6 separate regions of the Mus musculus genome follow, and regions 2, 3, 4, 5 and 6 are each linked to region 1. Evidence: chromatin contacts called from public HiChIP or PLAC-seq and promoter capture Hi-C data. All regions are on one chromosome and are shown on one strand. The core of a region is the stretch at or near the end of the contact, and the rest is flanking DNA. Distances in the headings are between cores, read along the strand shown.

Evidence for each region. Promoter capture Hi-C pulls out the DNA fragments that hold promoters and counts their contacts. HiChIP or PLAC-seq counts read pairs in DNA pulled down with a chosen protein or histone mark.
Region 2: an H3K4me3 HiChIP or PLAC-seq map of bone marrow-derived macrophages shows a contact between it and region 1, with 6 times the contacts expected there. The contact joins the enhancer-like site here to the promoter of Ppm1k in region 1. A contact is called at or near these places in 10 of 39 promoter capture datasets (the C10 cell line, the HPC-7 cell line, cranial neural crest and 7 more), 1 of 484 Hi-C or Micro-C datasets (cortical neurons) and 7 of 115 datasets of contacts at active chromatin or transcription factors (the 230-238 cell line, astrocytes, bone marrow-derived macrophages and 4 more).
Region 3: an H3K27ac HiChIP or PLAC-seq map of embryonic stem cells shows a contact between it and region 1, with 7 times the contacts expected there. The contact joins the enhancer-like site here to the promoter of Ppm1k in region 1. A contact is called at or near these places in 11 of 39 promoter capture datasets (the C10 cell line, the HPC-7 cell line, cranial neural crest and 8 more), 1 of 484 Hi-C or Micro-C datasets (bone marrow-derived macrophages), 8 of 115 datasets of contacts at active chromatin or transcription factors (bone marrow-derived macrophages, embryonic forebrain, embryonic stem cells and 4 more) and 4 of 9 other capture datasets (adipose tissue, embryonic stem cells, liver and 1 more).
Region 4: a promoter capture Hi-C map of neural stem cells shows a contact between it and region 1. The contact joins the promoter of Fkbp9 here to the promoter of Ppm1k in region 1. A contact is called at or near these places in 14 of 39 promoter capture datasets (the C10 cell line, cranial neural crest, embryonic stem cells and 10 more), 10 of 484 Hi-C or Micro-C datasets (bone marrow-derived macrophages, cardiomyocytes, embryonic stem cells and 3 more), 32 of 115 datasets of contacts at active chromatin or transcription factors (the NIH/3T3 cell line, bone marrow-derived macrophages, craniofacial prominence and 19 more) and 5 of 9 other capture datasets (adipose tissue, embryonic stem cells, liver and 2 more).
Region 5: an H3K27ac HiChIP or PLAC-seq map of extraembryonic endoderm stem cells shows a contact between it and region 1, with 6 times the contacts expected there. The contact joins the enhancer-like site here to the promoter of Ppm1k in region 1. A contact is called at or near these places in 10 of 39 promoter capture datasets (the C10 cell line, cranial neural crest, embryonic stem cells and 7 more), 6 of 115 datasets of contacts at active chromatin or transcription factors (bone marrow-derived macrophages, embryonic forebrain, extraembryonic endoderm stem cells and 3 more) and 1 of 9 other capture datasets (adipose tissue).
Region 6: a promoter capture Hi-C map of neutrophils shows a contact between it and region 1. The contact joins the enhancer-like site here to the promoter of Ppm1k in region 1. A contact is called at or near these places in 21 of 39 promoter capture datasets (the 3T3-L1 cell line, 3T3-L1-derived adipocytes, the C10 cell line and 13 more), 2 of 15 datasets of contacts at CTCF or cohesin (the NIH/3T3 cell line and large pre-B cells), 24 of 484 Hi-C or Micro-C datasets (B cells, CD4 T cells, CD8 T cells and 17 more), 19 of 115 datasets of contacts at active chromatin or transcription factors (the NIH/3T3 cell line, bone marrow-derived macrophages, cardiomyocytes and 11 more) and 4 of 9 other capture datasets (adipose tissue, embryonic stem cells, liver and 1 more).

What each region holds. Positions count from the first base shown.
Region 1 is chr6:57,533,950-57,536,909 of GRCm38.p6, forward strand. It overlaps Ppm1k (protein phosphatase 1K (PP2C domain containing)), which reads right to left and starts at 1,538. Exons shown (of 7, transcript NM_175523.5): 1 at 1,331-1,538.
Region 2 is chr6:56,731,498-56,734,457 of GRCm38.p6, forward strand. The region is part of intron 8 of Avl9 (AVL9 cell migration associated); the gene reads left to right. Among named protein-coding and RNA genes, the nearest start is that of Avl9, 18 kb to the left of the region's middle. Within about 2 kb of position 1,559, at least 21 of the 459 cell types and tissues checked have an H3K27ac peak or open chromatin away from gene starts, as enhancers often do. A contact at or near this core is called in bone marrow-derived macrophages, where this site is marked.
Region 3 is chr6:56,778,290-56,781,249 of GRCm38.p6, forward strand. Kbtbd2 (kelch repeat and BTB (POZ) domain containing 2) reads right to left here. Exons shown (of 4, transcript NM_001362210.1): 4 at 1-2,124. The coding sequence ends at 589. Among named protein-coding and RNA genes, the nearest start is that of Gm10209, 15 kb to the right of the region's middle. Within about 2 kb of position 1,557, at least 5 of the 459 cell types and tissues checked have an H3K27ac peak or open chromatin away from gene starts, as enhancers often do. A contact at or near this core is called in embryonic stem cells, where this site is marked.
Region 4 is chr6:56,830,519-56,833,478 of GRCm38.p6, forward strand. It overlaps Fkbp9 (FK506 binding protein 9), which reads left to right and starts at 1,541. Exons shown (of 10, transcript NM_012056.2): 1 at 1,541-1,909. The coding sequence starts at 1,689.
Region 5 is chr6:56,867,560-56,870,519 of GRCm38.p6, forward strand. Fkbp9 (FK506 binding protein 9) reads left to right here. Exons shown (of 10, transcript NM_012056.2): 7 at 1,161-1,347. Among named protein-coding and RNA genes, the nearest start is that of Fkbp9, 37 kb to the left of the region's middle. Within about 2 kb of position 1,397, at least 28 of the 459 cell types and tissues checked have an H3K27ac peak or open chromatin away from gene starts, as enhancers often do. A contact at or near this core is called in embryonic stem cells, extraembryonic endoderm stem cells and stem cell-derived epiblast-like cells, where this site is marked.
Region 6 is chr6:56,907,623-56,910,582 of GRCm38.p6, forward strand. All of the region lies in intron 1 of Nt5c3 (5'-nucleotidase, cytosolic III), which reads right to left. Among named protein-coding and RNA genes, the nearest start is that of Nt5c3, 15 kb to the right of the region's middle. Within about 2 kb of position 1,494, at least 24 of the 459 cell types and tissues checked have an H3K27ac peak or open chromatin away from gene starts, as enhancers often do. A contact at or near this core is called in B cells, hematopoietic stem and progenitor cells, liver and 3 more, where this site is marked.

The DNA of each region.
Region 1 (2,960 bases), core at 288-2,787:
ACAAAACCCCAGTGCACCCCAATAAACAACTAAAATCATCTGAAAACCTCAGAAATGTATTTTAGGAAATCCGCACTCTTGATGCCTTTATCGCCTTTTAGGAGGAAAGGAAATGTTAGTTTACTGGAGAAAAGAAAACAACAAAACGGTCAATAACTCCCTTCGGTTGTATGTGAGAGTCTGTTTTCATAGGCGAAGTGAGAATACAGTATTGAAAAGTAAGTGTTACTCAACTCTGTGAAGGGGGTGGGTTGATGTAGACAAGGAAAAAGAGACTCGGATTGCAAGAAAAACAATTATAAACAAGAGCCCATTATCCAAAGCTTCCTATTTTATGACATTTGTCATACAGTGTGGTGAGCTGGTTTCCAATTTCCACAAGTTCCAACACACACTAGAAGGGCAACACAGCCCCTTCCGCCAAGCCCTGCAGATCTCGATCTCAAGAGAGCCCCAGGTTTCCTCACCAGGGCACAGGTCCAGCAGAGGCTACATCTGCTCTGCCGGGTTGACATGCACATTGGGGGTTGGGGGCTTCGCAGTTTCTATTCCTGCAGCTCCTACAACGAAAACCGGTGGAGCTTTTGAGAGTCGAAATTTCCTAGCTATTTCTACCCAGAGCCTCAATCTTTGTCTCCTCCGGGTAAATTCTCTCATCTACAGAAAGCGTCTGCGAAAACCTGCGCCAGGAGCCACATGCCCCTAAGATACAGTGCTCTCCTAGCAAAGCAAAACACAAGCTCTCAGATCCAAACGACCAGGGCTCCGCAATCCTTCTCTACACCAGTCCCTTTGCAAGCCTGGGCTGGATAGAATCGTGGGCTGGTTTGCTGGCCTTGAACGAAGCTGGACGCGGCAGGACAACACTCTCCTGAGCTCTTGAGATCTGGCATCCCAAGTTCTTAGGCAGCTATGCCTGCTCTCGCGGGCAGGAGCGCACCAAAGGGTCTCGCTGCAGTGAATCAGGGTTCTGTTATCTTTGCTAGCTTTCTCATTCTCTCCCTGGGACCCCGCCCATCTTTCTATCCCTGCTTCCCTGGGGCTCACTATCAGCCCGAGGTCAAGTTCAAGGCCGACCAAGGCTGCTTTGGGGGAGCCGGATGCTCGGGCGCAGCCACCGTGGGCCTAGGCGAGAGCAGCTGCTTTCCACTTCCAGAAAAAGGGAGCACATCGAACCCAGAGAGATGCGCGTGGGACTCGGTCTCAGACAGAGTAAGCTGCAGGAACTCATTTCATATTTCTCTTTCGCCTTCCCGGGGACCTCCGGAGACCGCCAATGTCTCGTCAACAACCTAGGAGAATAAGCGAATTAAACTCCTTAGGCTCTTACCTTGTGATGGGTAGGTGTCTGTAAATTTCTTAATTGGCTAATGGAAGGAAGGGAAGGATTTCTTGGATGATAAACTAGACTGACTTCTCTGTTGATTATGATCTCCAGAACAAGCAATTAGGGAAGCCACAGTCTCTTCCACTCCTGGAAATTCTCGGAAAATAAAAAAAAATCAACCGCAGCTGGCCAAATGGAGACCCGGAGGAGTGTATTTCCGATGATTGACAGCAACACTAGCCAGTTGGTGCTCTGAAAGACTCTTTGCCCGCCCTCAATCTGAGCCAATTACAGATTTAGATAGGAACGAGCCTCCTGCACAGGCAATTTGACCTCTCAGATTGCCAATTAAACGCCGTAGAGCGACGTCAAAGTGGGCCAGTAGCTGTTCGACGTTGGCGCCCCGCCCTCCTGATGGGCCTGGCGGCCTCGAATCAGGCACCAGGGACCTTGCTTTTCGCCAGCCACTGGAGGAGGGAGTTTCACTTCTGCCAAAGTTATCTTAACTCTGACCCAAGAAATCGAGACTCGGACAGCCACGCTTTGCTTGAGTGTAGCACTTGTACGTCATCCAGTGTTCTTTGACAAATCACAAACCAATGTTCTTCGGACTGCATTAACAGGCATCTTGGGATGGCTCGCGACTATCCTGCATGCCAAAAAGATTTCCGTCTTTTGAAGGAAGCATTGCCTTGGATCTGGGGGTCCAAACTGATTCAAATAATCAGATAACTGCCTTTAGAACCTTCGGTCTAATAAGGAAGATGAGGAAGCAAGCCAACAAATAAACAGTAAAAGACAAATCACGTCTAAAGAGGGAACGGCTCAGGTGTGGCTGGAGAACACTGGGCAGCGGATTTTACCGCGCTGAATCTAGTCAAGGCAGGATGGATCTGAGCAGAAGACAATAGCAGATGCCTTTCAGGCTGTATCAGCACACTCCCGGGCAGGTTTCATGCACAGGAATACTGGTCAACACTAAATTGACTCCATGATTTTTTATGTGTGCGTGTTTTGGTTTTGTTTTGATACTTTTTAAGTCTTTTTAAAAATATTCATTTATTTATTTATTTATACACTGTACACTATAGCGGTCTTCAGACACTCCAGAAAATGGCATCAGATTTCATTACGGATGGTTGTGAGCCACCATGTGGTTGCTGGGGTTTGAACTCGGGACCTTTGGAAGAGCAGTCAGCGCTCTTAACCGCTGAGCCATCTCACCAGCTCCCCCCACCTCCACTTTTTAAGTCTTAATTGGGTTGTTTTTGTTTTGATTTTGGGTTTTTGTTTTTTTGTTTTGTTTTTTGTTTTTGGGTTTTTTTTTTGAGACAGAGAGAGAACATACATAAAGTTGAGTGAGTAGTACGGAAGTGGGGAGGATCTGAAAGGAATTGTGGAAGGGGAAAGAATTGCTCAAAATGCATGTATGGAATAAGTTTTAATTAAAAATATTCTTAAAATTAATAATTAAGTTGTGTTGCCTAGTTGCACCTCCTGGTCCAAGAGCATCTGGAGACCCAGTGCATTTAATAATAATATGTTTCGACAGTGATATTTGTGTTAGTGACTCACTAAATCTAACAATGGCTTATGTTGGATAGAGAATCAATTTTCATAAAGCTCTTGAAAT
Region 2 (2,960 bases), core at 309-2,808, 800 kb before region 1:
AGAGTTTTACTGGAAAAGAGGCATATCTACTGTTTACTTATTGTTTGTAGCTGTTTTCACTCTTTAGGAGCAGTCGCGTAGTTAATGAGAGACTATATGGCTCACAAAGCAAATGTATCTGTCCCTTTTTTAGAAAAAGTTGAAATTATGCTTTAGACTAATCAGAAGCTAGCCCTGAAATACAACCAGTTTTATATCCCATATTAACTGTATTCAGTGCACCTAAAGTAAAGGGAATATTGAGGGATCAGCCATGCACTATGTTCATTATGGCTTATTACCTTAAGCGAATTGTTCCTTTGCCCCAGTAATTCTCTCAATAGAGATTTTTTTTTTTCACAATTAATCTGGGTTGAATGCAAACTACCGGAAAGAGTCATTTAAAATGAGTTAAAAATCAGTAGCTAATTATTTTGTGTGTCCCATTTAACTCCAAACAATAAACATTCCCAAATACTTTTTATTATCAAGATGTTTCATGGCACATTAGGTTCATTTATTTTTACCTAAATAGTGTGAGTGTTTTGCCTGTATTTGTATATATGTACTACATGTGTACCTAGTGCCCCCAGAGTATCAGAAGAAGGTATCAGATCCCCTGGAACTGGAGTTATATAAGGTTGTGAACTGCTGTGTGGGTGCTGGGAACTGAACCTGATCATCTGCAAAATCAGTCAGTGTTTATCACTGAGCCATTTCTCCAGTCCTGTGTTCTATTAACTATGATCCTATTTTATAAACAAATACAGATTCACTGAAAGAAGGCCGTAGAATAAAAATGCAGTCTGTTTTCAAGTTTCCCTAGATGTTTTAACCTCCTTTTCTTTCTTTTTTCCTTTTTTTGGGGGGGGTTGGGGAGTGGGGCTAGGACAGGATCTTAAATGTGATCCAGGCTGTTTGAAAACTTATAGTCCTGTTGCCTCTAACATCTGAATCCTGGGATTAGAAGCATACATTACCACTTGTAGCTATAATAATGTCCTTGATAGCTGATTTATTTTTCTTTTAGTTCCTTATGTTAATTTTATTTGCCTAGAAATAATGTAATTATAATACACCGTGTGAAGTAGAGAATTTTTTTGTCAATGAAGTGTTAAGTATCATTGTGGGGACTTAGGAGAATGGAGTTTTACTCTAATTAGGACACTAGGGGTTGGGGAAGTGGCTCAGTCAGGAGAGTGCTTGTGATGCAGTACAAGCACCTGAGCTCAGATCCCCAGTGCCCATGTGAAAAGACAAGCTGGCATAGGAGCACGTTCTGAAAGCTCTGCACTGGAGAAATAGAGGCTGAAATCTGTCACTTGCTGGCTAGCCCATCTGGCCAGTCTGTGAGCTCCAGATTTAAATTAGAGACTTTGTCCTAAAATGTAATAAGGTGGAGAAGCAATTGGAAAAGACACCTGATGCCTCACTCCAGCTTCCACACACATTGAGATGTGTACATGAACACATAAAAATGAACACAAAATAAAGATTAAAAACCCAGGCATAGGGGCTGGCTCATAGGAAATGACTCAGCATTTAAGAGCACTAGCTATTTTTTCAGTCATAGGGTTTGATTCCCAGTACCCACATGGTAGCTCATAACCATCTATAATTCCAGTACCAGGGTGTCTGATGTTCTCTTCTGCCTTGCTGCAAGCACCCAGCAGCACACATTGTTCATGCAGACAAAACCACAGAAACTAAGATTTAATTTTTAATAATTCTGGTGCTCTATTTTAAAAAGAAAAGAACAAAAAGAAACCCAGACATAGTATCACAGGCTTGTAATCTCAGCCCTTAGAAGGCTAAAGCAGGAGAATTATGGCAGGTTCCAGAACAGCCTGGGCTGCACAGTAACTACCTGACTTTCACACTCTTAAATTTTACTTATGGTGTACTTTAGTCTGCATTTATTTCTCTGATATCTCTGGCCTATTCCATCAATCTCTCTCTTTTTTTAAGATTTTATTTCTTTTATATATGTGTAAGTACACTGTTGCTGTTTCAAACATGACAGAAGAAGGCATCGGATCTCATTACACATAGTTGTGAGCCACCATGTGTTTGCTGGGAATTGAACTCAGGACCAGTCAGTGTTCTTAACTGCTGAGCCATCTCTCCAGCCCCCATCAATCTCTTAGTAATTTATCTTGTATAAAAATTACAGATTTAAAGAATGTTGAGCTGGGTTTTCAATGTCTTTATAGAAAGATAATGAGGGTGTCTCTAATTAACTTTATAGATAAAATGATAAAATGTATAGGCAGTTCTTTTTTATCGAGGAACCAGTCAAGAATCCTATATTACGTTTCTAGTTCCTGCTAATGTCAAATTACTCTATAGCACAATGATAGTACATCTAACTCCAGGTCAAATTGTACTATCATCACTTCATACTCATTTTTTAAAGATCTATCTTATGTTTAACTGTATGTTTTTGTGTGTATCTGTGTATATGAGTGCAGCTATGCCCAAAATCCAGGAGATCTTTGGATCCTCTGGAACTGATAAGCATTTTTGGACCACCTGATGTGGGTGCTGGGACCTAACTCAGGTCTTCTGCTAAAGTAGTATACTTTCTTAACCACTTGACTATCTTCTTAGTCCTGCCGCTTTTTCCCATTTCTTCTTGAATTTCATGACATTGGGACTTTTTAATTGATCTTTATCTGTATGGGTGTATGTACACTTATACACAGGCATGTGCACCTGTGCCTGCATGCTGAGGCTAGCAGAGGGTAATGGGTATCCTCGTCTATCAATCACCCTATTCATTTTGAGTCAGGATCTCTTTTAACCTGGGACTATTCTTTCAGATATACAGGAAACCAGCAGGCCTCAGCAATCAGCTAGGCTCTGCCCACCTCAGAGCTGCTATTTACAAGCTTGTTATGTGGGGGCATTGGAACCTGCACTTCAATCCTCATGATTGGCACTTTTTTAAATTATGGAATGCTTCATGAATTTGCACATCA
Region 3 (2,960 bases), core at 307-2,806, 760 kb before region 1:
TGGAAGTACAGGAATCCAATACATATACTAAGATAATCTCAGCACAATTTTGAGATACCACACTGGGAACAGATTACTTTTAAAAGTGAAGTTCTGAGCTGGGCGGAGGTGGCGCACGCCTTTAATCCCAGCACTTGGGAGGCAGAGGCAGGCGGATTTCTGAGTTCGAGGCCAGCCTGGTCTGCAAAGTGAGTTCCAGGGCAGCCAGGGCTATACAAAGAAACCCTGTCTCGGAAAAAAACAAAAAACAAAAAAACCAAAAACAAGATAAACAAACAAAAAAATTTTCTAAAAAAAGTGAAGTTCTGGACTGTACATACACAGGGCTAACAATGTTAGATAATCCAGACTCTTATGCTCACATGATACATTTAAAGTTTCTCAGTTATCAAATAACCTATTTCATATTACAGAAGCATATCTTTCTGTATGACACACTGATATATATTATACTGATGCAAATATTAAGTAGGGCATAAAAATAAAATGTATCAAAGATAGATTTTTATGTACTCATACTCTCCTTTTTTATCCTCTGGTTTAGCAAAGGATATCACAAGTTCAGCACGTGGCACTCCCTCAAGTCCCCTATACAGGCGGAAGTGCAACCATTTCCCCATCCAGTTCAAACTCCTCTGTTCCATCTGGTGAAAAAAGGTAAGTTGGTGGCTTCCATGGAGATTCTTCAAGACAGGATGGATAAAGTTTCCCCACAGTGCACCGAAAATCTCTCCCTAGGTCCCACAGTACACGTTCAGATATATGCTGCCGCAGAGACCACCGGTCAAGTTCCAAATCATACTGGTAGGTGACATACTTAGCTCGTTCATTTAAGTGGGTTTCTCGCATAAACACACAAAGAGAATTTGAGATCACAACAGCTCTAACACAGGGATCAGAATACCTTTTAGCAGGGATGTTGGCAGCCATCTTCCATTCATTTTTATTCACATCATAAATTTCCACAGTTACTGAAGACCCATCTACAGTGCCAGAGGGGAGTCTTATGCCAGAATTGGTAGCAATATGCAACCCTCCAATATAGAAAATTTTATCACCAAAAGCTGCAGCTGAAGCAAAAGATCTGCTAGTCTGCCTCATGGCCATTTCTACCCATGAGTCAGATCTTGGAAAGTAACAGTACATGAGGTTTAATGTCATCACATAGATGCAGTCGTGAACTACAACTGCTGCACTCCACTGCCATGCACAAGGCAAAGGGCTCACCATTGTCCACTCATCCTTCTCAGTGTCGTATCTTTCTACAGTCCTCCGGTTAAGTTCTCCACCAACACTATCTCCTCCGATTGCATAGATATAGCCTTCACAGCAAACCAAAGATGGCTTCACACGGACAAAAAGCATTGGTGTCTTTGGAAACCAGGTATTTTGTTGTGCATCAAACCAGTAAAAGCAATTCACAGTTCGGAAGGCAGTCTGCAGTTTACTTGTTTTACTGTGATTTGTTTTTGTGTTTTTCAAGGGCACTTGGCCCCCTGCTATGTAAATATCATTATCCGGAGTTACAACTGTCCCAACCTTATGCAAATCAGCGGGTGGGCTGCATAACTTGTAAACTTTTTCTGCCTGGGGGCTATAACAGACAGAAGAGTAAAGACTACAAGGGTTTTCTGAGGATGCTTCAATGAAAATCATCATTTCCTCCTTAGTCATCCCAAGTCTGGGTTTGAAGAACTTGGGCATAGACTTATAAAGACCCTGAACCACAACAGACTTATCGTTGGGTGGGAGACCTTGAAACCAAGCTCTTTGTGTGACTTCTGAAAGAGCATCAATTCTGATCTGGCTAAGAACTGAAGACAAATACTGGGATCGTGACTCTGTGTTGTACTCTAGCCAGAGCATGGCAGCCTCTCGCACGGTTTCCTCCTTTTCTACATTTAAGTTGTCGCTGCTGAGGATGTCTATGAGGAGGTCGTGGGACAGCTGCATGAAGGCTTCCTGGCGGTACACAGCCGTGAACTTGTGCTCCACCATCCTCTTTGCACTCTGCTTTAATTCTTCACAACTGAAGAGGTCAGCAAAACTCAGCAGCCGCACACAGTTCTCTGCATTAATTTTTTTAATTAAATATTCTCGGCAACGCTGTAACACATCTTCTACCTAAAAAAAGATGACACGTAGAAAAAAAAAGGTAAAAAGATGCTGAGATTTTGAACTCAGGACCCTGCACTGCGATCCATACTCCCAGCCTCCAGTTTACTTTTATCTACGATACCACAGGTTTCCCATAGCAGATGCTCCTGTACTGTCAAGTTTTATACGTTTGGGGTAAGAGACAAGTTCTTGCAATAACAAAATTAGACTTCTAGGCTATACAGTTTTCTATTTCTTACTCTTGCCCAATGGCCTATTTTACCTGTTCTATTTAGGCTGGATGAGTGGCACACACTGGTAATCTCAGATTTAAGGAGCTGTTTAAATTTTTTAACTGCCTTTCTACGGCTGGTTCCTGATTGTTTTTGTATACAGGTTCTCGTTACAGTAGCTGAGGCTGACCTTAAACTCCAATCCTTCACTCACTTCCACCTCCCACCCTCCCTCCTTTTCTCTTCTCTTTTCGAAACAGGGTTTCTCTGTGTAGCCCTGGCTGTCCTTGAACTCAGAAATCCGCCTGCCTCTGCTTCCCAAGTGCTGGGATCAAAGGCATGCGCCACTATGCCCGGCTCACTTCCACCTCTCAACTGCTGAGATTACGGCCTGGTGCTACCATGCCCAGCTGAAACAAGTTTCCAAAGTACTAAGTATTATTCCGAAACAGGAAAAAGATGGGAAAATACCCACATTCCCATTAAAATCAGAAAGGGAAATCTGAGAAATACAGACTAGAAAAGATAATCATACTAAAATGCATTAATCATCAATTTTACTTAACTGCTTAATAGCTCAATATAATTCCACAACCATTACAAATAATAAATCTTCCAAAAGAATCTAAA
Region 4 (2,960 bases), core at 291-2,790, 700 kb before region 1:
CATTTAGACCAATGTCCTGAAGTGTTTCTTTTGAAAAAAATAATCTTTATTTATATTTCCTTTAGGTGTATGCATGTTTTGCCTGCCACTGTATCTGTGTACCGGATCTGCAATGCCCACAGAAGACAGAAAAAGACCTCAGCTCCCCTGGAACTGGAGTTACAGACAGCTGTGAGCTACCACATGGCTACTGGGTATTAAGTCCAGGTCCTCCTTCCTACTTGAGACTCTGAGAAGGCTTTGCTCTGCGTAGGATAGAGGAAAAAAAGAAACCCGTGCTAACGTAACTTATCAAGAATTTGTAAGACAAAAGTTCAATCCACAGCTCACACACATATACTCAACCATCTGGTTTTTCCACAAGGCAGCAAGAACGGCCACTGGATAAAGGACCTTGTCTTCTATGAATGGTGCTGGGGAACTGAATATGCATAGGCTAGATAAACTAGAACCACATCTCTTGTATACAAAGGTCAACTCAAAATGGACGAAGACTTAAATTCAGCCTTGAAACTATTGGGGAAAAGCTGGAAGGGAGCCCTGGAAAGGTGGCCCGGCAGTTAGGAGCTGAGAGTAAAGAAAGGTTTTGATTGATTCTCAGGTTGCTTGATTCTAAAAGTAGATTGCGGTATTGATTTTCAAGGTCCAGGGAAGCAACGTGGAGCGCCTTTTTGTTCTCTTCTTTTCCTTTGATGATTTAACTTGAAGTGACGTTAGCACGGATTTCTTTTTTCCTCTCTCTCTTGTTCTGTAACTTAGGACACTCCAAGGTTTTTTGTTTTTGTTTTTTTCCAAGTAGGAAAACTGATCACTAACCTTTTTTTGAGGGCCACCTATAGCTTCTTATTAGATCGTTGGATTCTAATCATAGGCTCTATACTAATTTTTAAAGTATCTTGTTTTCTCTTCACTTTGCAGATGTCTCTGATACTTTGTTAACCAGCTCACTCAGGTAGCTGTTGTGTTCCATTTGCTCAAGTTTTATTTAGCATCTTTGCTAAAAAAAAAAAAAAAAAAAAAAAGAACTTGTTTGGTGCCAACTGCTTATTTTTCTCGTTTGTGGGTGTCTTTAGTAGATTTTGGTATCTGGATTATTTGGTAGCTTCCCAAAACAAATTGAGAAAGCTCTGTTGATTTACTTTTAATACTCCAAAGCTTTAATAAATCGAGGATTCATTTAACTAGGGGTCGCTTGTGGGATCTGGAGCGCTGGCCAAGCTGTCACGTGTTAGGAACTTAATTCACTGACCACATTAGTTCACAGCAACTCAAAAACATTCTGAGGGAAGTTCCAGCCTGTTTATTGTGTATGTACACCCCCAGTAACTAAGTTTTTAAAAAAGACTCTTAAGTTTCCTTCCTTTCCCAGAGCAGCAAGGGGAAACTGGATCCGCTGCCACGTAGGAGTCTCCATATCGTCTCTTGGGATCCGCAGTGCTCAGGCGCGGGGCCTGGCAGTCAGAGCGATCCTCTCCCGGCTTCTGGAGGCGGGGAAGGCAGAGGAATTCCCAGGCCGGTGGACGCCCCTCGGGCTGGGCGCGGCTCCTCCCCTCGGCCCGGCACGGGGCGGACGCGGGCGGCGGGGGGCGGGCGCTGCGGCCCGGGGCTAGCCGGGAGACCTTTCCACGTTTGCATCGCCGCGGCGCGCCCAGCCTTGCCCCTCGCCTCCCCGGAGTCCAGGCCGCGCGATGGCATTAGGGGCCCGGGGCTGGCGGCGCCGGTCGCTGCTCCTGCTGCTGCTCTGGGTGACCGGGCAGGCAGCCCCGGTGTTGGGCCTGGCTGTGAGCTCGGAACTTCAGATCCAGCAGAGCTTCGTGCCTGATGAGTGTCCGCGCACGGTGCACAGTGGCGACTTCGTGCGCTACCACTACGTGGGGACTTTCCTCGACGGCCAGAAGTTCGACTCCAGGTACCCCGTGCCCCCACACTCCCCAAGGACCTCCACCAGCCCGCCCCCACCCCCTCCGCCGCCCTCCCCATGCGTTTGGAGGTGTGCTGAGCCTTCAGCCATAGTTGGGACCTTAAGATTGCGGACAGGACAATTCCTCTTTTCCTCTCTGCCCCGCACAGCGGAACACGTTTTTCAGACATGTAAAATGGCCACTCAGCGAGACCTCCAAGAGTGGGTGATGCTCGCCCGCCTTCTTGGTGGTCCGTCTTGACTGGTCTCTGGGTTTCATCCCTGGATTGTCTAGACAACCCAACCTTAGCATTGACTAGTGGGAGGAGGAGGTAGGTGTCCCATAATTGCAGTCACTGTACTGAACTGTTGAGGTGTTAGGCAACGGTATATATATATATATGCACGAGCTCATTTAAATCTTTGGGGAGTTACAAGAAGAAACTTTTTTTTTTTTTTTTTTTTTTTTTTTTTTTTTTTACCAATTAAGTAACCAAGACCAGTGAGACCTGTGCAAATATTGGATTCAGGCTGTGGGAATTCAAATGCTGTGCCTGTGTGCAACTCCTGTGCCCTCCCCTTCTGGCTTTACAAAAACTGTGGGAGAGATGGCCTGGGCTTGCTCATGTAACTTAAGTTTTCAGCTCATTTCAGCCTTGCCCCTTTCTTCAGGCTGCTGTTTCTAACCCTGGGCTGTGTCCTTGTGGTGAAGCACTCCATTAGACAGGGAACTGTTGTGCCTGAATGGGCTTATTATGTACAATATAAGCAGCCACACATGAGTATGTAAAAACATTTAAGGTTGTCAGTACTATGTGGCACAAAGCAAAGGCTTAGATATGGTTAGTCCTCCTTAGTGGTAATTATTTTGGGGGGTGCACAGGGAGATTGAACCCAGGACTGTACATTCTAGGCAAGCTCTGTATTTTTGAGCTATATCCTCAGTCCTAGTCATACCATTGTTTCAGTTGTAGTTTTTATACCAACCCACCTTAATTGAGGTATTCCCCTGCTATGTAGTTCTCCTAGAATGTATAGGGCTCATGAGATGGCTCTGTGG
Region 5 (2,960 bases), core at 147-2,646, 670 kb before region 1:
AGTCCTTCCTGGCTACAGGAAGTGGCCACCTTAGAATCCATATCCCTATTGCTAGGAATCTCAGCTCGAGTTCCCCTTACATCCTCTGGGGCCTTTCAGCCCATCTCTTTCTGCCCATTGCAGATCTCTGGCACATCCTAGAGATTGCCCCTGCCTCCCAGCCAATCTTCCTTCTCTCTCCCTTGCTCTCCCTACATATTATCTCCCCCCATTCTGCTCCCACTTCCATTCTTCCATCGACACAGAAAGAGATAATAGTTGACAGAAAGCAGAGGAGTGAGGTTTATCCTGAGTAGTCACGTTGGGAGGAGAAACAGATCAAGAAGTTGATGGGTCCATGGTTCAGTGGCTCTGTCATGAGGCTGAGGCTGAGGCTGAGGCTGAGGCTGAGGCTGAGGCTGAGGCTGAGGCTGAGGTATAGGGCAGGAGGTTTGTGTAACTAAGCAGGCCTGAAGTGTGTGGTTCTGCCCATCACTGACTTATAATTGTCTTGCCTCTCCCTAAAGGCAATTTATTTATCATTATTAACTTTATCAGTAGCTAATGAGGGGTCAGTCTGGAAGAGCAACTCTGGGTAGAAAGCTGATTCAAGGGATCTTCTATACCAGGACATGATCTGGAGGTTTGTAGTCTACACAATAAGTCCCTGTCTTTAAAAAAAAAAAAGTAAAAATGTTGATGATGTGAAAGTTAAAAAAAAAATCAAATAATGTAATTTGCCATCTTTGCAGAATATAAAAATCAAAACAAAACAAAACCAACCCCCAATCAGTCCCAAAAGGTATATACCCAGAGAGACACTGCCTCAGAACGACAAATTAAAAGCAAAGCGTCAGTGCCTGATCCTCCTTCTGAGACATTACCAGTGGTCTCAGTCTTGTTTGGATTCAGGTAAAAATGCAGACACCTGGCCCGCTACTGCTCAACCCTCTGTAAGCGATAAGTAATTCTTTTTTTTTTTTTTTTTTTTTAAATTAGGTATTTTCCTCGTTTACATTTCCAATGCTGATAAGTAATTCTTAACTGTACCAACATTCAAGAACCTCTGAGTCTGAGAAGGACCTGGGTCACTGTATTCCTTATCAGACCCACCTGCTGGTCCTGGGGAGGCGAGTGTGCTGTGGTGGGCGTGTTCATTGATTCCCTGGGTCTGCCTTTAGGGAGCATTCCTGGCTCAGCCGTGCTGGTGTTCGACATCCACGTGATTGACTTTCACAACCCTTCGGATTCCATCAGCATCACTTCCCACTACAAGCCTCCAGACTGCTCGGTGCTGAGTAAGAAGGGGGATTACCTCAAATACCACTACAATGCCTCACTCCTGGATGGGACTCTGCTGGACTCCACGTAAGGGTATCTGGGAACCAGATGTGGAGGGAACCTTTGGTAGTACTTCCCACTGTGATGCTGGGTGGGAGTTGTTTGGTCCAACCTTCCGTATTGTGTAGTGTAAGCTTTCTCTGCTCAGCGCATTATTATGGAGTTTCCTGCCACAGATCTTCCCTGCTCTAGACTGTTTCTTACCTGGCAGAACACTCTTTCTCAGTCAGATCTATATTTAATAACTAGACCCTTGGAGTCAGATGCAGGGACAAACACCCATAATTCCAGTGCTTAGGAAGCTGCAGAAGGAGATAGAAAGCCAGAGGCAAACGTGGACACATAGTAAGAACCCGTGTCAAGGTCTGCTACAGGACTCTGCTTTCTTTGTCCTAGACAGTTTCAGCACTGCGTCCCACCCTGCCCAGGTTGCTTGGCCTCTTTGCTTTTGTCCCCACTTATATGTCCTTCCTGTTTTCAAACACATCCATGAATTCCTGGGAGGAAACTCCTCCTGCTTCTAAAGTCTCCTAACCCTTACCCCCCAGCCTTAAGTTACTTTTGTGTCCGTTATGATCTGGATACTTTAGAGATACCTGATTTCTTATTCATAGTTTTTCCTATTTCTTCTTCATAGTCTTCCCCAGAGTATCTGTAGCACTAACGGATCATATAATAAATGTTAGCTGATAGAAATAAACCTGAAGATCATAAAAAATAATGTAAAAACAAGTTTGCTTCCTGTGACTCTGAATCTCAAGTGTGTCTGGAAATTGAATCAGTCTTCTCTGGGAAAGAGTCATTTTCAGACTTTATATTTTTGTCTAAGAACATCCACTGATATGCTGAGCCTGATTTAGGTGTCTGAGTCCAGAGTTGGAGAGCTGATTGTCCTGGAGCCTCCCCTTTACCGGTCACTTTGCCCTCTAGCTCTGAGTCTGGCTTTGGACTATGAGGTTCTGCAAGCTGTGGCACATTCAGTGTTATTTCATCAAAATCCAAAACCCTCTTATTATTAGAAGTACTATTTATGCACCTCTAAAACCACAGAAGTTTTGCCCTGTCAGTCAGTCATAATCACAGAGATGTTAAAATGAGGAGGGAAAGATAGCACATTTTAGGATTGTAACCTTAGGGGCCCTGACTCACAGAGAGGTTTACAACAGACCTTGCAGAGCGATCCCAGCCACTGGGTGTGAAAGTATTCAGAGGCAGTGGGAAGGATGAGAGAGCTCACACATGTGAAAATGGCCCAGCAGTCAGCACTCCTGTCTCTGCTCTGCTGCTCAGACCAAGAATGGGGAAGTGGGGCTGGGAGACAAAGAAATTCCTTCTTATCTGTGTAGGATACACATGTCTGAGAGGCAGAGATCAGATGTCCTGCCCTCTGATATGTTTGGTGGAGTCACCGTCTTCTTAGGAGCAGGAGCCACAGGATGCAGGGAACCTTCTTTTTAAGATAAACCTCAAGATAAAAATGCTAAATGATAAAGAGAGTCATTTGTTTTACCTGTAAATCCACAGACAAGAGCAGTGGCCACACATCCTTGCTGGTCTTTGTGTGTGTGTGTAAGATTCCAAATAAAGGAATTATGGGAAGGATGGTAGGCACCCACCTTCTTGGTGCCACCTCAAACCCT
Region 6 (2,960 bases), core at 244-2,743, 630 kb before region 1:
AACATTTTACAAGTTAGGCAAATAATGTAGTGTATACTTGGTCCCAAGTCCATTCCCCAAACCAGAGATTTGGTTTCAACTTGTAGGGCTTCCAGCTCCAGTCCCACTGTAGTGTGTCCCGCTCACCTGCAGACCCCTCTTTCTGACACAGTTTCACTATATAGCCCTGGCCTGCCCCAAATTTACCATCCTCTTTCTTTAGCTTCCCAAGTGCTGGGATTATGGTGTGCCTTATACCATATCTGATTCTAGTCTTTCTTTTCCTTCTTCTTCTTCTAACTACTGTCAGCACATTTCAGTTTTGCATTTCTGCATGTGACAAAGCTTAAGAGTTCTCAAGTGGTTCCCATCTGCTTCTATAAGAATCCACCAAGTGAATCAGTTGTTCTTTTAGAATTCTAACAGTTTGACAAGATAGACCTTGACCTTGGTGTGCTGATAGCTGTTCCTGAGAAAGCTGCGTATAAGAATGTAGTGATGTGAGGGCTGGAGAAATGGCTCAGTGGTTAACCTCACTGGCTACTGCCGCAGAGGACTTGGGCTCTGTTCCCAGCACTCACGTGGCAGCTCACAACCATCTGTAACTCCAGTTCCAGGGCATCTGGTGTCCTCCTCTGATCTCTCTAGGCATCAGGCACACACATGCAGGCAAAATATTCATATGTATAAGTAACAGTGATGCACATAAATAAACCTTTAAGAGTGGTATTTCAAAAATAAAATGACATTTATTGTTTTCTCAATAGGCTCAAGTAATCCTGTACCTTAGGCTCCTGTAGTTTAAACTACAGGAGGGCATGCCACAGCTGCTTAGATTATGGTGTTCTTAATGCTGTCTCTAACCTAAATTCCCAATTAGAAGGGCATGTGGAGAAATATGAATAAGACAATGTGATGTGACAAGGTAGAGAAGACTACCACGAGTACAGAGGATGTTTCAGGCTGCGGTATCTACTTCCACCTACTTACAAGAAGGAGCTTACCAACAGATTATGCAACCCCTCATCAACTGCAAGATGATTTTGTATCTTTTGTACTCTAGTAGACTAAAAAAAAAAAAAAGGAAGGGAGAGAAGGCAAACAGCATATAAAACAAAATGACAAGATGACAAACAAGTCTGCCACATCTGGGTGTTGTCATACTTGTTTAAAATTTATAGCTTAATGTTAAGGTAACTCTGAGGGTTTACATGAGAGTACATAGTCTGCCAGGCATGGCAGCTCATACACTCAGCTCCAGAACTCAGGAGGCAAGAACAGGCAGATCTCTGAGTGTACAAGGCTAAAGCTACATAGTAAAATACTGTCTTAAAGAGGAGAGGGAGAGAGAGAGAGAGAGAGAGAGAGAGAGAGAGAGAGAGAGAGAGAGAGAGAGAGAGCATAACGTTCAGACAATGAATGTACACCAAGAAAAAAAAAATTTAACTACCTATCCAGCAACACAACTAGTGCAGCAACATTGGAAAGCAGCCTACTGCAGCAGGAGAAGCCTGCCACCTGCTGACAGAAGGCTGCATCACGTAGTCGTTCCTGACTGATGGGGGTGTGTATTAGTCAGGCTTCTCTAGAGTCACAGAACTTATGGAATGTCTCTATATTGAGGGAATTTATTGTGATGATTTACAGTCTGTAGTCCAATTAACCCAAGAATCTAGTAGTTGCTCAGTCTTGAGGCGAGTTGTTTCAGCTGGTCTTCTGTAGAAGTAAGTAGGTTCTAACAGATGTGCTGGCAAGTAAGTACAAGCAGTTAAAGAAGAGTGACTCTTCCTGCTTCCAATGTCCTTATGTAGGCTTCCATTAGAATGTGTGGTACAGATTAAAGGCGTGTACTACCTTGCCTGGGTCTAAATTTTCATGGCCACTATGCCGCAAGATCTCCATGCCAAGATCTAATCCAGCTCAGAAACTGGTGTCTTCCAGCCTCAAGATCTGGATCACAGGCGAGCCCTCCAATTCTAGATTGTAGTTCATCCCAGATATAGTCAACTTAACAACCAGGACTAGCCATACAAGGTGTTTAGTTTGTTTGTTGTATTTAATGACTTTTGTTTGCTTATTTAATTAAATAATGTATTTATTTTAGAGACAGAGTCTCACTAAATAACCCTGGCTAGCCTGGAACTCACAAAGCTCCATTTGCCTTGGCCTCTCAAGTGCTACTGGCCAGGCCATGGCTGATACTTTAATGGGAGGAAAACAATCTCTCAGGTAAGGTACTCACACTACATTTAAATACATGGTGAAAATGCTGACGCTATCAGCCAGAGGCTTTATACGTAGTTTGGAACTAGGGGACACAGAAAAATGAAAGGGCCGCCTCACTCTCTTGGTTCTGGTTTAAATATCTTGCCTCGCTGTCTCATTACATCCATGGACTTCAACATACTGGACCAGGCCAGCTGTGAAAGACCAGTAGTCACCTTTCTGAGAAGCATCACAAACTGCTAAGTGACCAATGAACCACAGCCCAGCTCCCTGACCCGTACACAGGTAAGAAGGGTCCCTGTCATGAACCATACACAATCTAGCTCTCTGTCACCTATGTCATCGTGACCCTTCCTTCTGTTTTGGTTATATTGCTTTGGTTCTTGTTCTTCTTCCCTTCCCCCTTCTTCTTTTTGCACTGAGGCAGTATCTCATGCAGTAGCTGATGCATTATATATCCCAGAGTAGTCTAGAAATTGTAAAAATTATCCTGCTTCAGCCTCCTAAGTACTAGGATGCGCATGAGGCACCAACCTAATCTTAATAAAGTTTCCTGTTCACCCGAAAGCTTGCACAATATGTCTAGTAAGTCTCCTCTTGAAGGGCAGAATTCTTTGGATAGGAAAAATAACTATAACAGAAGAAATACCCATATCCCAATTCAAATTTAGTAGCAGATTAACCAGCTCTAAAGGCCCCAAATGATTCTCAGTCTACCAGGACTGCAAGTTTGAGGCCAGCCCTGTCTATACAGT